2 separate regions of the Mus musculus genome follow, and region 2 is linked to region 1. A link is a contact called in public ChIA-PET data. All regions are on one chromosome and are shown on one strand. Each heading gives the region's core, a stretch centred on a gene start, on an enhancer-like site or on the middle of the called end of the contact. The rest is flanking DNA. Distances are from core to core; before and after follow the strand shown.

What was found. ChIA-PET counts read pairs in DNA pulled down with a chosen protein or histone mark.
Region 2: an RNA polymerase II ChIA-PET map of memory CD8 T cells shows a contact between it and region 1, with 36 read pairs. The contact joins the promoter of Ap2m1 here to the promoter of Klhl6 in region 1. A contact is called at or near these places in 1 of 39 promoter capture datasets (the HPC-7 cell line) and 1 of 115 datasets of contacts at active chromatin or transcription factors (memory CD8 T cells).

Annotation. Positions count from the first base shown.
Region 1 is chr16:19,980,880-19,984,934 of GRCm38.p6, reverse strand. Klhl6 (kelch-like 6) reads left to right here and starts at 1,886. Exons shown (of 7, transcript NM_183390.3): 1 at 1,886-2,218. The coding sequence starts at 1,932.
Region 2 is chr16:20,533,505-20,537,559 of GRCm38.p6, reverse strand. It overlaps Ap2m1 (adaptor-related protein complex 2, mu 1 subunit), which reads right to left and starts at 2,080. Exons shown (of 12, transcript NM_009679.3): 1 at 1,959-2,080. Dvl3 (dishevelled segment polarity protein 3) reads right to left here. Exons shown (of 15, transcript NM_007889.3): 15 at 3,547-4,055.

The DNA of each region.
Region 1 (4,055 bases), core at 637-3,136:
CACAGTACTAAAGTTTTTGCTAGCTAGACATGGTGGCACACACCTTTAATACCAGCACTGAGAAGACAGAAACCAGTAAATCTTTATGAGTTCCAAGACAGCTGGGTCTAGAGAGCAAGAACTTGTCTCAAAAACTAGCAAACAAACACAACAAACAGACAACAAGCTTTTTGCTAGTGGCTTTTGTATTTTATTGGAAGGGCCTTGTCCTTTGGGCCAGTGAACCCACCTGAGATCAGCTTCTAAATAAACCTGCCTTTATTATACTCTAATCTGGCTTAAATTGGCTTACTTCACTGGAAGAGAAATAATCTATCAGTGCTTATAAAGACTGAACTAGTTAATGATGAATCTTAGAATATATTTAGGTTGACACATGTCTTAGTTAGGTTTTACCGCTGTGAACAGACACCATGACCAAGACAACTCTTATAAAAGATAATATTTAATTAGGATTGCCTAACAGGTTTAGAGGTTCAATCCATTATCAGCAAGACAGGAACATAGCAACATCCAGGCAGGCATGATGCAGGAGGAGCTGAGAGGTCTACATCTCATTCCTATCTGGCTACATTCATTTTTTTTTTAATTAGATATTTTCTTTATTTACATTTCAAATGCTACCCCGAAAGTTCCCTATACTCTCCCCCCGCCCTGCTCCCCTACCCACTCACTCCCACTTCTTGGCCCTGGTGTTCCCCTGAAATGGGGCATATAAAGTTTGCAAGACCAAGGGGCCTCTCTTCCCAATGATGGCCTCATTAGTAGTTTTTAAGGCATGTGAAAAATAAATATAAAACAATAAGGAGTTTGGTAGATACACTCATGAATGAGAAACTGAATTTTATTTTATTGTGTGTGTGTTTGGGAGGAGGTAAGGAGCTAGAGCAGTTTTGGCCTTATGTCTATAATTTGAGAGAGTATGGTATAAGTTGTCATGAAGAGGCTCATGTCATTGTGTATTGTTTTCAGCATTACCAGAGGATATAGTTAGAAGCATTTTTATGATTTGAACCTGAAATGTCATGCCATAAGCCTATGTCTTGAACGTTTATTTGTCAACTGGTGTTATTAGGGAGGCTATGGAACCTTTATGAAGTACAGCCTAATTTGTATAATTAGGTCATTTAGGGGAAGGCCTTTGAAGGTTACTGGTACCCTTCTGAGCTACCACCATGTGAACAACATATGCCACGTGGTGTTATTGTTGGAGACTGACCCACTATCCCATCCGCTTCCAGGCATAGTGGGCAGATATCCTGGACCAAAATAAATCTTTTGTTCCTTAAATATTTTTTCTGTCAGATAATATGATCAGAACGATGTAACTAATACAGAAGACTGATACCAGGAGTATGGTCATAGCTTTCATTAAATCTGAGCATGTGATTCTTAGGCCCTTGGAAATCATTTGCAGAAGGAAGATGGAGAAATTTGAAGGTATGTGTTAGAGAAGCCCTAAAATTCAGAAAGAAAGTTTATAGGGATATTCAGAAGAAAGGTAAGGCTCCAAAGGGGTCTCAGATAGTGGGAGACAGAGAAGTCCCCCTATGCAGTTCCTCTCTGAAGTCTTAGTTGTTGATGCAGGTATAAGTAAACAGATAATAACTGGAAGCAGAGGTTTGCGTGAGGTGGGAGAGGACTAAACCGTACTCCCGGGAGACACAGATAAGCTACCTTCCCCCCCCCCCCCACCCCCACCAGATCCCTGATCTACGCACCCACTCAAAGACATTCCTAACCCTGTGACAGTCCACAGAAAGAAGAGGAGGAGTTGGTGGTGTTTGTAGTAACAGGATGAGAAAGTGTGAGACTTCCTGTTATGTATGTGTGACAGCTGGTGATAAGTGGAGGGGCCTGTGCAGGAAATCCGTTCAGCTTCTGCAGTGTGACCTCCCCGAAACTTGGCAGCTCCTTTAGTCTAGACGTTGATGGCAGGACAAAGAGGCGCCTGCACCATGAGCGATGTGGTAGAGAGGAGCTTGGAAGGACCCTTAGCACTGACTACAGACAAGTCCTCCCAGAAAAGGGGAGACTTGGTGGAAATATTAACTGGGGAGAAGGTAAAATTTGACGACACGAGACTTTCTTTAATTCTTCAGAACGGCCTGGAGACGCTGAGAGAGGAAAATGCTTTGACAGACGTCATCTTGTGTGTGGATGTTCAGGAATTCTCTTGCCATCGAGTGGTGCTTGCTGCAGCCAGCAACTATTTCAGGTCAGTCTGCTTTGAATCCGAGTCAAACTGCATGTATATTGCAAGGAAAACATCTGTAGATGCGAGAGCTCTGTAATCTACAAGACTGAGCAAGCTCAGTCTGATTTGTTTGCTGTTACATTTATGGTTATATATATTCTTACATAGAGTATGTTAGGTATCATGTTGTATTATATATTACCTTATGTACTATGTATAATATAAATATGTATGCTTATACACTAAGGTTTGTGCCTACTTAAAATGTAAGAAAGGAAACTATCAACCTTTAGAATTTTGATTTAGGTCAAGAGAAACTGGGACCATTTAGAAGCAGTATTTTATTATTTATTACTTGGAACCTTTCATCTCATCCTTGGTCTGATTCCACCATTCGGATACTTTTCTTTGAAAGACTTAATTCTCTGTCTTAATATCCTTTATCATCTCTTAGAGTCAAGCTAACATACTTTAAAAATATGTTTTGTTATCTTTTACCTTGACAAGTGTACTTTGGGAATGATAAAATTGAAAATATGCTTTAAACACACACACACACACACACACACACACACACACACACACACACACCACACTATGTCCTTGATTTTAAGGGTGTGACGTTACTTAAGCCAGGGGGATTTTTTTCCCCTCTTTCTTCAGTTTGACTAATGTGTTTAAAACATGATGTTGTCTTTGTTCATCAGTAGAGGTAGAGAAAAAAATGTGGCCTCACTCTTGGAGTTATCACATAACGTGCTGAAAATTAGGGGTTTCTGGTGTACAAGGAGTGGTGGGAAGGACAAACAATGCAAGAAGCCTCTGGATGTGAAAGGCTCCTGAGGTGTCATAGTGAGATGACACTATGTTTCCATGTCACTTGAGCCCTTTCTTGGCCATGAGATTTTAGGCGACTCTGAATTTCAACTGGTAGATGGGTATAGTGACAGTTTTCTTTTATCATTGTTGTAATGATCCTCTTAGTGAAAAGATCTCACACAGTGCCTGGTAGATACATTTGCTCATAAAATCTTTGTTGAAACCTTGTATGAATACAGCTGGACCAGCATTGTCAACATTAGTGTGGTAATGACAGAGAACCAGTGAGTAAGGATGGTGTGGATAAGGGAGGTGTTTTGGAAAGTAGGGGGAAAAAAATCACTTTATTTTTAGTGAGATTTTCCTACCTTTCAGTTCTGGTTGAGGATTTTAAGAAAATAACATGTGAATATATATAATATTTTCAAAAATCACATATTTCAAATAAAATATGATTATACATAATCAAATATATAAACATCAAGCAAGTACATATACATATATAGCTCAGATCATTCATTCATATATGTATTTGTATTTTATTTGGGGTAGTTAGGAGAAAGTTTTTCTTTAGAATTCAAACAACAGAGTTAGACAGTTGTATGTAAAGAACTCCCATATGTTGACAAGGCCAGAGGCAGAGCCTATGTGAATTGAGGGAAGTCATGACTGCTTTCTACCACAAACAACGGTCACTGGTTTCGCTTTGCACTGGCATGATAGAGGTGACAGATGCCCCCTTTTCAGATGTGGAAATGAAAACTGCACATTACTTACCTGGCCATTGCAGGAGCAAGGATTCCACACATTCTAAGAGTCTTTGTTTTAACTGACGTATGAGTTGCCACTAAGTATGGAGCATCATTCTATCTGCAGCCTATCTTGGTAAAATATAAGCATGGTCATAAAAATGGGTTGACACAAACACACTGCTTAACCTGCCCCTGTACTGGCCACTAGATTTCCCATTCAGGAGGGAATGAAAGTCAATTTGTCTCAGTGCCCTGGGTATTCCTTTTCAGTTTATTCTTTATGTTTT
Region 2 (4,055 bases), core at 831-3,330, 550 kb before region 1:
GCCAATGGGGCTGTACAGGCCCGCCTTGTTTCCTGACTCAGTCCTCTAGCAAGTGACTCCCAAGTCCTCCGCAGCCCTCCCGAGGCTCCAGTTCCTGTTTTTCCACACTGGATAGGGGACAGCACTTTAAGAGTGTGAGGCCCGGGGATTTAGGCCATTTTTATCCAGCCTTTTCTGAGGGCTGAGGAAAGTAACCACAAGGCCGAGCTCAGCCCCCTACTGTGCACTCTCACTCCTGCTGCTTCCAGTGAGTCACAGAGAAGGCCTGCCTGCAGATGCAGGAATGGCGTGGCGGGAGGGATTACTCTAGTTGGCTTGAGCCTGGGCCTGCCACCAGGCATAACCTTTAGAGCAAGCATTACCCTTCCAAGAAGGCAACGGAGCATGACCCTCTAGAAGTCTACACATTCCAGGAAAGGGTGTGCAGGGTGAGGTGGGGCTGGGAGGGAAGAGGCCCTTAGGCTCTAACACAGAGCCAGGAAGGTGGCTGAAGCAGGCACATCTTTCCCAGGCAGAGAGATAAGCAGACAAAGGAACAGAGGCCCGCTTAATAAGTTCTTTAAAAGATTTCATTTTTACCGACACACAGGTACATGCCAGTGTGCTGTATGTGTGGAAGCTAGGTGTTAGACTGAACACTGCCCTCCACCCCTCAAGCCTGAGTTAGGGTGGTACTGAGCCAAATGACATGTGCCGGGACCTGAACTCAGGTTTTCTGGAAAAGCAGTAAGAACTCTTCAATGCTGAGCCCCTTTTACAGTTATTTCTGGTTACTGTCTTTTCAAAATTTCTAAGTGTGACAAAAATTAGGTCTGTATGTAGTAGCATTAATCCTGCCATCTAAATTGTGTCTCCAAATCTGCCAAGTCAGTCACTTCTGGCCTGGTGTTTACCAAGCAATGGGCAGGGATAACAGAATGCCTCGACTGCCCAAATTATTTTGGTCAAAATTAAGGTAGAATATTTGAGTAACGGGGTTAATCTGGTTCTAGATTTCTGGATTAGTCCAGATATTAATTTCACTGAGGTTAGTTTAACAGACTTTTTGAAACTGAAAAGTTAACCCTTGAAGCCCAGTGACAAGTCCAAAGAAGGTGAGAAAGAAAATGCAAAATGGAGGTTGAGCGCTGAGCAAAGGACCAAGTCCACAGGTATCAACCTCGGGTGGGGGATGGTGTGTGTGACCTCGGGGGGGGGGGCGGTGTGTGTGTGTCCTGGACGAAAATGCAATATTTAGTTAAGGAAAGGGTTAGCTGGAATTGCTAGCAAAAGACCAGGATGACCCCAAAGCACCAAATACAGCTGTGGGAGTCCCTAAAGGTCTCCTATGGCAAAGGTCATAGGAGCTTGGGAGGAGCGAAAAACAGCGAAAAGAGATAGACAAGAAAAAGAGAAAGCTGAGAGACAGGGCCTACTCTTCTGTTAGTGAAGCATAGGGGGCTGGTGGAGTTTTTCTCAGCTGAGGGAGGAGAAGACATCTAGGCCCGGGAGATGTCACCACGGGATGCGGGGGCTGTCACAGGTCTGAGGTACAAGAGCCGTGGGGGTAAACCAGGAGGATGGAATCTCTCAGTGTTCGAGAGAGACCTGTCACTGTCCAAGGGAGTGGCACCAGGGGATGTCAATGTCCTGGGGGATGGGGAAATAGGAAACCCCGGGGTTGAGCGGTTGTCAGGATTCTAGGGATGGGGCGCCGCGCGGCGTCTCCCGCTCTAGGATTCCAGCCCTAGTCTCTTCCCGGAGACGCCTGGCGGGTCACTGGAAGGCGTTGCTCCCCGCCCTTGCTGCAATCGCGCCCAAGGCACCCCCGCCCGGTTGTCTACTCCCTCCCGGGTCTGAAGGCTGAGGCCACTCCCCGGTGCGGGCAGTTTTCCACCCAGCACCGTGCAGGGCAAGGCAGGCTACCACAGCACCCTCGTCGCCTGATAAGGACCTCTAAGTCAAGCCTCCCAGCTCACCTGGAGTCAGCAGCCCCCACAAGGCCGGCCTGGCCACTCTCGGATCCCAAGATGTCCGCCCGCCCCCAGCTCGCCTGTCTGCTGCCTCGGCTTTCACTGCAGTGCTCCCGCCCCACCCCGCCCCGATCGCAGCTGCGCCTGCGCGCTCGCCTCCAGCGGCGACTACAAGTCCCGTCAGTCCCCGCAGCTTTCAAGCTGACACATCTGAGCGCCCTAGGCTCAACAAAACTACAACTACCGACAGCCTTCAAGACAGAGAAGACGTCAGCTTTAGTGCGCCTTGCAAGCAACACGTGTCGTGATACACTCCAACCATTGTTTGCTTCACTGAGAATCACGGGAAGTGTAGTCTCTGCGACCCTTCCTGTTCCTAGTTAAGTGGGGTAGCTTTAAGAGACCAAAGCTATTTGTCGAAACCAATTGTAAATTTTGAATTACTATAGTCTTTTATTGTCTCCAGATTTCGAAGACTGGCTACTTTACAAACACAACTTGGCATAAGCTTGTTACTGCTGAATTTACTGTTTTTTTTTTTTTTTAAACACCACGTTTGATTCTCCCAAACGTGTGTGTGTGTGTTTTTATATATATATATAAAATTTATTTGTATGTATTTTATATATATTCTAGGATTGGACTGATCCCTTTCTCAGGGATAATTATCCAAACAGAAAAGCTGGGAAGGAAGACAGCTAAACGTTAATGTTTTCCTCAGCTAAATCTGTGACTGTGGTGTGATGGTGACGTATGCCGTTAATTCCAGAGTTCTGGAGGCAGAGGCAAGAGCATCTCTGTGAGTTTGAGGCCATCCTGGTCTAAATAGAGAGTTTCAAGACAGCCCAGGCTACATAAGAGACCCCTTTTGCCCTCTACTCCAGTTTAGTTGGGCATGGGATTTTAAAATCCCATTTCTCCTTTAATCCCAGCACTTGGGAGGCAGAGGCAGGAGAATTTCTGACTTCGAGGCCAGCCTGGTCTACAAAGTGAGTTCCAGGACAGCCAGGGCTACAGAAAAACCCTGTCTCGAAAAAAAAAAAAATCCCATTTCTCAACTGTGCAGTGGTGGCACATGCTTTTAATCTCAGCACTGGGGCGGGGGGGGGGGGGGGGGTAGAGGCAGGCAGCACTCTGAGTTCAAGGTCAGCCTGGTCTACAGATCAAGTTCCAGGACAGCCAGGGCTACAAAGAGAAACCCTGTCTCATAAAAACAAAAAAGGAGAGAAAAGATTTCCTATGATATCCAAACTGAGAGAATGAGGAAGAGCCAACCTGGACACAAACAGCTGTCTGATTATTGCCAAATCAGGAAAATTTGGTTTTTCTCTCAGGAGACAGAGACATCCTGCTGCCTAAACAGGCCAGAGACTTCTATGGCAGAAAGGAAGTGGGTGGGTGCTTAAATCTGGTTGCTAACCCTACTATTCCTAGCAATCTCCTTCTAAGTAGCGAAAACCCAAAAACTTCTAACTCCTGAACTATCATTCAAGGCTTCATATCTATCTTTGCAAAGGTTTTCTCTTCCCAATATACCCTAAAAGTTTGCTGGTTTAGAGTAAATTAATAATAATAATAATAATAATAATAATAATAATAATAATAATAGCTACCATTTATTGAGCACCTACTCTATTGTGTGCCAGGCACTGTGCTAGGCACTTTTCGTACAATATCTAATTCCTCACAACAACCCTGTGAGGTAGGTATTATTATCATCATTTTACATATGGGAGGACTGAGGCTCCAGAGAGGTTAAATAACTCTTTTACACAACCAAAAATGAGAGCTGGAATTCAAGCCCAAACCAACTTGACTCCAAATCCCATGCTCTGTAAATTAAGAAAGGGAGAGGAACAGCTGAACTTCAGAGTGTCAAGAGTAGAAGGGTGTGTGATGCTGACTAATACCATGTAGGTGTAGCTTGTAACGAAGGTCACCAGGACAGGAATTCAAGAGGAATAATGCTTGACTATTATGGACATGCCTGTGGAGATGTCCAGTGGGTAATAAAAACAGGTCTAAAGAGAGGGGAAGCTGGGGTTGGAGATCCAGATTTAGAAGTGGCCAGCATATCAACAGCTTAAGAAGAGAATGGCTGAC